2 separate regions of the Capra hircus genome follow, and region 1 is linked to region 2. A link is a contact called in public Hi-C data. All regions are on one chromosome and are shown on one strand. The core of a region is the stretch at or near the end of the contact, and the rest is flanking DNA. Distances in the headings are between cores, read along the strand shown. Region 1 overlaps DNMT3B (DNA (cytosine-5)-methyltransferase 3B). Region 2 has its middle 18 kb from the start of TRNAR-CCU.

Evidence for each region. A called contact is a pair of places that touch in the nucleus more often than the background predicts.
Region 1: a contact with region 2 is called in a Hi-C map of blood, with 9 times the contacts expected there. The contact joins two enhancer-like sites. A contact is called at or near these places in 2 of 5 Hi-C or Micro-C datasets (both in blood).

What each region holds. Positions count from the first base shown.
Region 1 is chr13:61,476,583-61,479,282 of ARS1.2, reverse strand. The region is part of intron 1 of DNMT3B (DNA (cytosine-5)-methyltransferase 3B); the gene reads right to left. Among named protein-coding and RNA genes, the nearest start is that of DNMT3B, 10 kb to the right of the region's middle. Within about 2 kb of position 1,417, at least 1 of the 5 cell types and tissues checked has an H3K27ac peak or open chromatin away from gene starts, as enhancers often do.
Region 2 is chr13:61,408,440-61,411,139 of ARS1.2, reverse strand. No RefSeq gene overlaps it. Among named protein-coding and RNA genes, the nearest start is that of TRNAR-CCU, 18 kb to the left of the region's middle. Within about 2 kb of position 1,374, at least 1 of the 5 cell types and tissues checked has an H3K27ac peak or open chromatin away from gene starts, as enhancers often do.

The DNA of each region.
Region 1 (2,700 bases), core at 168-2,667, 68 kb before region 2:
CTCCTCCTCCCTTACCAGCTGGGGCTCAGAGTCCCAAGTTCCCAAGAAGGGAAGGAATGGAGGAGACACAGGGGAAGGACTAGGATGGGTTAACCAGGGACATGTTACCCATCTGCTCCAACCCCACCCCACCTCTGGGCCTTTGCCTCCCCACCCCTGCCCACCCTGGTAACTGCATCATCACTAGGCTATTAAGCTAAGACCAGCTCCAGCCAGGTCTTCAGGCATGCATTGGAAGGCTGTGTGACCTTTGACCTGGCCCTACTGCCTGCAACATGTTGGCCTCAAGAACATGTACCTTACTCTCATTCATTCCTCTTAATGTGATTGTGGGCCCATTTTGTAGAACAGGAAAACTGACCCACAGACCTTGTCCATCTTCAACATCAAAAATAAAAACCTCACATGTAAGAGGAAGAGTGAAGCCCCAAATGGAGGTGAAGTATTTGGTGCCACAGGAACCCTGCTTGTGAAGTTTCCCCAGCAAACAGCTGCCTATGGGCGCTGAGCCCTCCTGGCCCGTATTCCCTTTCTTGGAGACAGACTCACCACATAGTACCCAAAAACCCTAACAAGCCTCCCAGGTGACCTTCCAGAAGCGTCATCTAGGCTACAGAGCTGTGAGCTGCAGTGGGGATGCTGCCAGCACACCCACCAGGGGGCGCTGTGGGGCTCAGTGATGAACTTCTCAGTGCGCCACCACCACCCCACCACCCCACCCCCCGACCCCCACCCCCACCCCCGCACCACCCTGGTAGGTATGCAATGTCCTATGGATTCTTAATTCCACCCTGGGCATCAGTCCATCCCCCAGGTATGGGTAGACCTCTGATGCTCCTGCAGAATTCTCAGGCACCTACTAAATTAGGATCAACATTTTCACAGGATCCCTGGGTAGTCAATACCCAAGTTAAAGAAACCCTGCCTTGGAATTCCCTGGCAGTCCAGTGGTTAGTTCTTTCACTGTGGAGCTTGGGGTTTGACCAAGATTCTTCAAGCTGGATTCTGAGCAGTTCAATGAAAAGGGAAAAAAAAAAAAATACTGCCTGGGTCACAAATGCATACACTGACACAAACCATTTAACTAACCCATGCAGTCCAGAGTGTGCAGGTTCACAGTTCCTGGTGTTATTTTCTCTCAATACATATTAAGGAATCTCACCAGCCCCAAGGAAAAGGAGGAATGCCTAACCCAGCCTGATTAGCGGCTTCTCTAGCCCTTTTACTCTCAAGCTCTGACCCGGAAGAACAGGTTGTCTGACCCTATGGCCAGTTCCTGTGAGTCCAAGTGGCCAGTATCTCAGAAAAACTGCTGGAGAGTGGTTCAGAGTAATCATTAATTTCCAGTGTTTTGCCTCAGGCCAAACCAGTGAACTAAGTAACCTGGATGGCCTGGCAGAGGGTGGGAAACTTGGCCATGGGGTGGTTCCACAGGGAGCTCTGGGGAGAGGGGAGGGCAGACTGAAGACAGCGCTTCAGTCAGGAGCGGGTAGCAGGTCAGAGGCTGAAATCAAGGGACAAGGCTTCCTTCCCTCTTATGAGGGGCTCAGAGTTCCCTCAGACAGTCCCCACCTGGGTCAACAGGAATCTCTCTCCTAGACAGACCCATTTAGAGCCTGCAGCCCAGAGCAGACAGTGATTAACTATGATTAACCACCTCAGGCTCCCCTGGGGCCTCAGCAGTGCCAACTTGTCTGCCAGCCCGCTAGAGGGATGGACAGGTGAGCAGAGCTCCTTCCCAAAGCCAGATCAACAGTCAGGAAAAATTCTGCCCCTAGAACCAAACCCACAGGGACTGGAGGAAGATTTCAGGGAAGGAAACCAACCTGCTCTATGACCAACTACCTGGGTGCGCTGGGGTGAGCTAGGTAGGTAAAATATTCTTACTTCCAGTGGCGTCATTCAATGTGATTTCATTAAAAGTTCCTTCCCTGTAGTTTTCACCACCCAGAATTTGCAATGACAGTAGATCCCTGGGTTGGGAAGATCAGCTGGAGAAGGGCTAGGCTGCCCATTCCAGTATTCCTGGGCTTCCCTGGTGGCTCAGCTGCTAAAGAATCCACCTGCAATGTGGGAGCCCTGGGTTCAATCCCTGGGTTGGGAAGATCTCCTGGAGTAGGGAGCCTGCTACCCATGCCAGTATTCTGACCCGGAGGACTCTATGGACTGTATAATCCACGGGGTCGCAAAGAGTCGGACACGGCTGTGCAACTTTCGCTTTCACTTCACTAGTTACAACACACACACACACCAGAGTCCAGAACTGGCCAGATGCAAAGATGCCCAGCTCGGCTCCTCGACACTCTACACACATTATATATCTCCTCCACAGTATACACATGACCCGAACACCTGCAGGCATGTGCTACTGTTAGGCCCTCAACCTAGAAGCCCTATCACATATTCAGATTTCAGAAACCACAGGTCAAAACAAGGAAGGCGTCTCTCAAAGGCTTCCATAAGTAATCATCTGGCCTTCATGAAGATCCACAAATCTTGATCACTTTTCTCAGTATTTACTCCCATATGCCAGGCACCCTTGTGCTTTACCTGTATGAGTTCACTTAATCCTTACGTACCATTAATGTTATCCCTGTATAACAGATGAGCAAACTGAGGTTAGGCAACATAATACGTACTCACTCAAAAGAATGCTCCCAGGGAACTTAAACAAGAAGGCATGAATTTTAACTACCTGCT
Region 2 (2,700 bases), core at 125-2,624:
TTGCTTTTTTTCTCCTTTATTAAGGATGCCCTCCTTTACTGTTACGGGATTCCCTGGTGGCTAAGACGGTAAAGCATCTACCTGCAAGACAGGAGACCTGGCTTCAATCGCTAGGTTGGGAAGATCCCCTGGAGAAGGAAATGGCAACCCACTCCAATACTCTTGCCTAGAAGATTCTGTGGATGGAGGAGTCTGGTGGGCTACAGTCCATGGGGTTGCAAAGAGTTGGACAAGACTGATTGACTTCACTTTCACTTTCCCTTTACTATTGAGCTTCACTGGTGCCTCAGCTGGTAAAGAATCCACCTGCAATGCGGGAGAACTGAGTCCAGTCCCTGGGTTGGGAAGATCCCCTGGTGGAGGGCATAGCAACCCAAACCAGTATTCTTGCCTGGAGAATCCCCATGGAGAAAGGAGCCTGGCAGGCTACAGTCCATGGGATCCCAAAGAGTAGGACACGACTGAGCAGCTAAGCACAAAGCAAAGTATTGTACTTTTTTCTGAATACCAGACTAACACATCCAAAAACATATCTTCTGTAGGACAAGTTCCTAGAAGCACCAGGGCTGAGTTGGTAGATGCTAGCATTTTGCATGTAGGCAGGTGACAGCTAAGTCTCTTTCCAAAACAGTTTGGTTCAGATTAACATAAACACCAAGATGAGACCAGGTGAGTCACTTCCCCCATGTGTCCTGGCCATAAAATGAAAGGGCTGGATTTTTTTTTTTTTTTTTCAAAGAAACAAATTTAGGAAACTCGTCTTCTCTGAACAGCAGAGCCCCTGCTTTGTGCTCACAGGTGGGTGTGTTGAGACTCATCTACAGCTGAGCCAGCCAAGGCTGAAAGAGGCTGGCCAGGCAGTGCCCTGCCCAAGCTTGCACAGCTCACAGGTCTTCCCAAGCCTGCCTGATCGCCAGACCCTCTGCTACTCCACGACCCCACGCTCCTCCCCAGCTTCTTCATTTATTCTATCAGCAAAACAGCGCTGCGTGGCCACCAGAGCCAGGCTCTCTGCACCACGGAGGGGACGCCACAGGAGCAGAAGCAGACATGTCCGTGCACACTGGAAGAATCTCACAAATTAACACACATGTGCAAATGGAGCCAAATGGTGGGGCAAGAGGCACAGATGAGTGCAGGATCAGGGGAGCCTGGAGCTGGCCAGCCGGTCCTTATGCTGAGGGCACAGGGTCACTGTGAGGGATTCTAAGCAGGGGAGAGGGTGACCTAGTGAAAATACAGCAGAAAGACCAGCGTGTGCTTCAAAAGCTGCCATCTGTCCGTCACATGTCCCTTGGAGCCCCACCTGGGTCCCTGGGCCTGGGGGGCCTGCAGTGGCTGCAATGTGAGGAGCCTGTGGCCGTTGAGCCCACCTCTGGCAGCCAGGTCTGAGGAGCCGGCCACTTCCACCCCCTGCTCTCCCTGTGGTTGGCTGCTGGGGCCGGGACACCTCGGCCAGCGCAGAGGGGAGGCAGCGGGACGGCCCCAGGAGGGGCTGGGGCCTCCTGCCTCCCAGCTGTCTGTGGTTCTCAGGGCCCGGCCAGCCTCTTCCTGCCATTTGTCCCAGCCCTGGGCCTTATCAGAAAGGACTCTTTCCACGGCTTGTCCCCACCCTGTCCCCTCTGCCTCTCCCTAGGGGACAGAGAGGTGCCTCCAGGCTGTGAGGGGGGCACAGAGAGGTGCTCAGCCCTCCTGACAGAGAGGTCTTGGTGCTGGGGGCAGGCTTCTTTTATGGACACTCCTTCCAAACGGTTTCCATTCTTCCCTTCCCAAGTCCTTCTGGGTCTCCTGGCCTGATGCCAGTGTTGCCTCCCCAGGTCTTGTCAGACTCCCCTTTTCACCCAACAGTGTGCAATGGGCCCCACGTGATGCCAGGGCTAGTTAAACGGATTGGGGGGAGACCAGGACAGAGAGTGGGCTTCACCCTGCCCTCCGGAGCTCACAGCCCAATGGGAAGATACAGGGCCATCTCCAAGTAAGGGAGAGAAATATTCTTCTAGAACTGTGTGTGCAAAACACTGGGGGCTTGAAGGAAGAAGTGGAGGGTGGAGAGGTGATCAGAGAAGGAAGAGCCCATGACTTCCTCCCCTAGAGTTCCAGACATAAGGTCTGGTGTGATGAGAAATAGGGAGGGCATGGAAAGCAACACACGCACGCACACCTGCACACCTGCACACACACGCATGCGCACACACATGTATGCACGCACACACACACGCACACACACGCATGTGCACACACATGCATGCCCGCACGCACACACGCACGCACACACGCACGCACACACACGCATGTGCACGCTGTGGCTCATTTCCCCCACAGAACTAGGCTACTTAATTTGCAGGACTATTATTCAGTCTGAAATGATAGCCTTCCTAGTTTTTGGTGTTTTGATGTCCTTTCCAGAAGGTACTTGGTTGTTGTTTTTATTGTGGTTAAAGAGGACATAACATGAGTTCTGCTCTTGTAACAAAATGTTAAGTGTGTAGCCCAGAATTGCTAACTGGATGCCCAGTGCTGCACAGCACATCCTTAGAACTTAGTCCTCGTGCTTGACTGAAAGTCCACCCTCGTTGACAGCAATTCCCCTCCCCTCAGCTCCTGCCAACCACCCTTCTCCTTTCTGTTTCTATGAGTTTGACTGTTCTAGGTGCCTCATGTGAGTGGAATCATACAATATTTGTCCTTCTGTAACCGGCT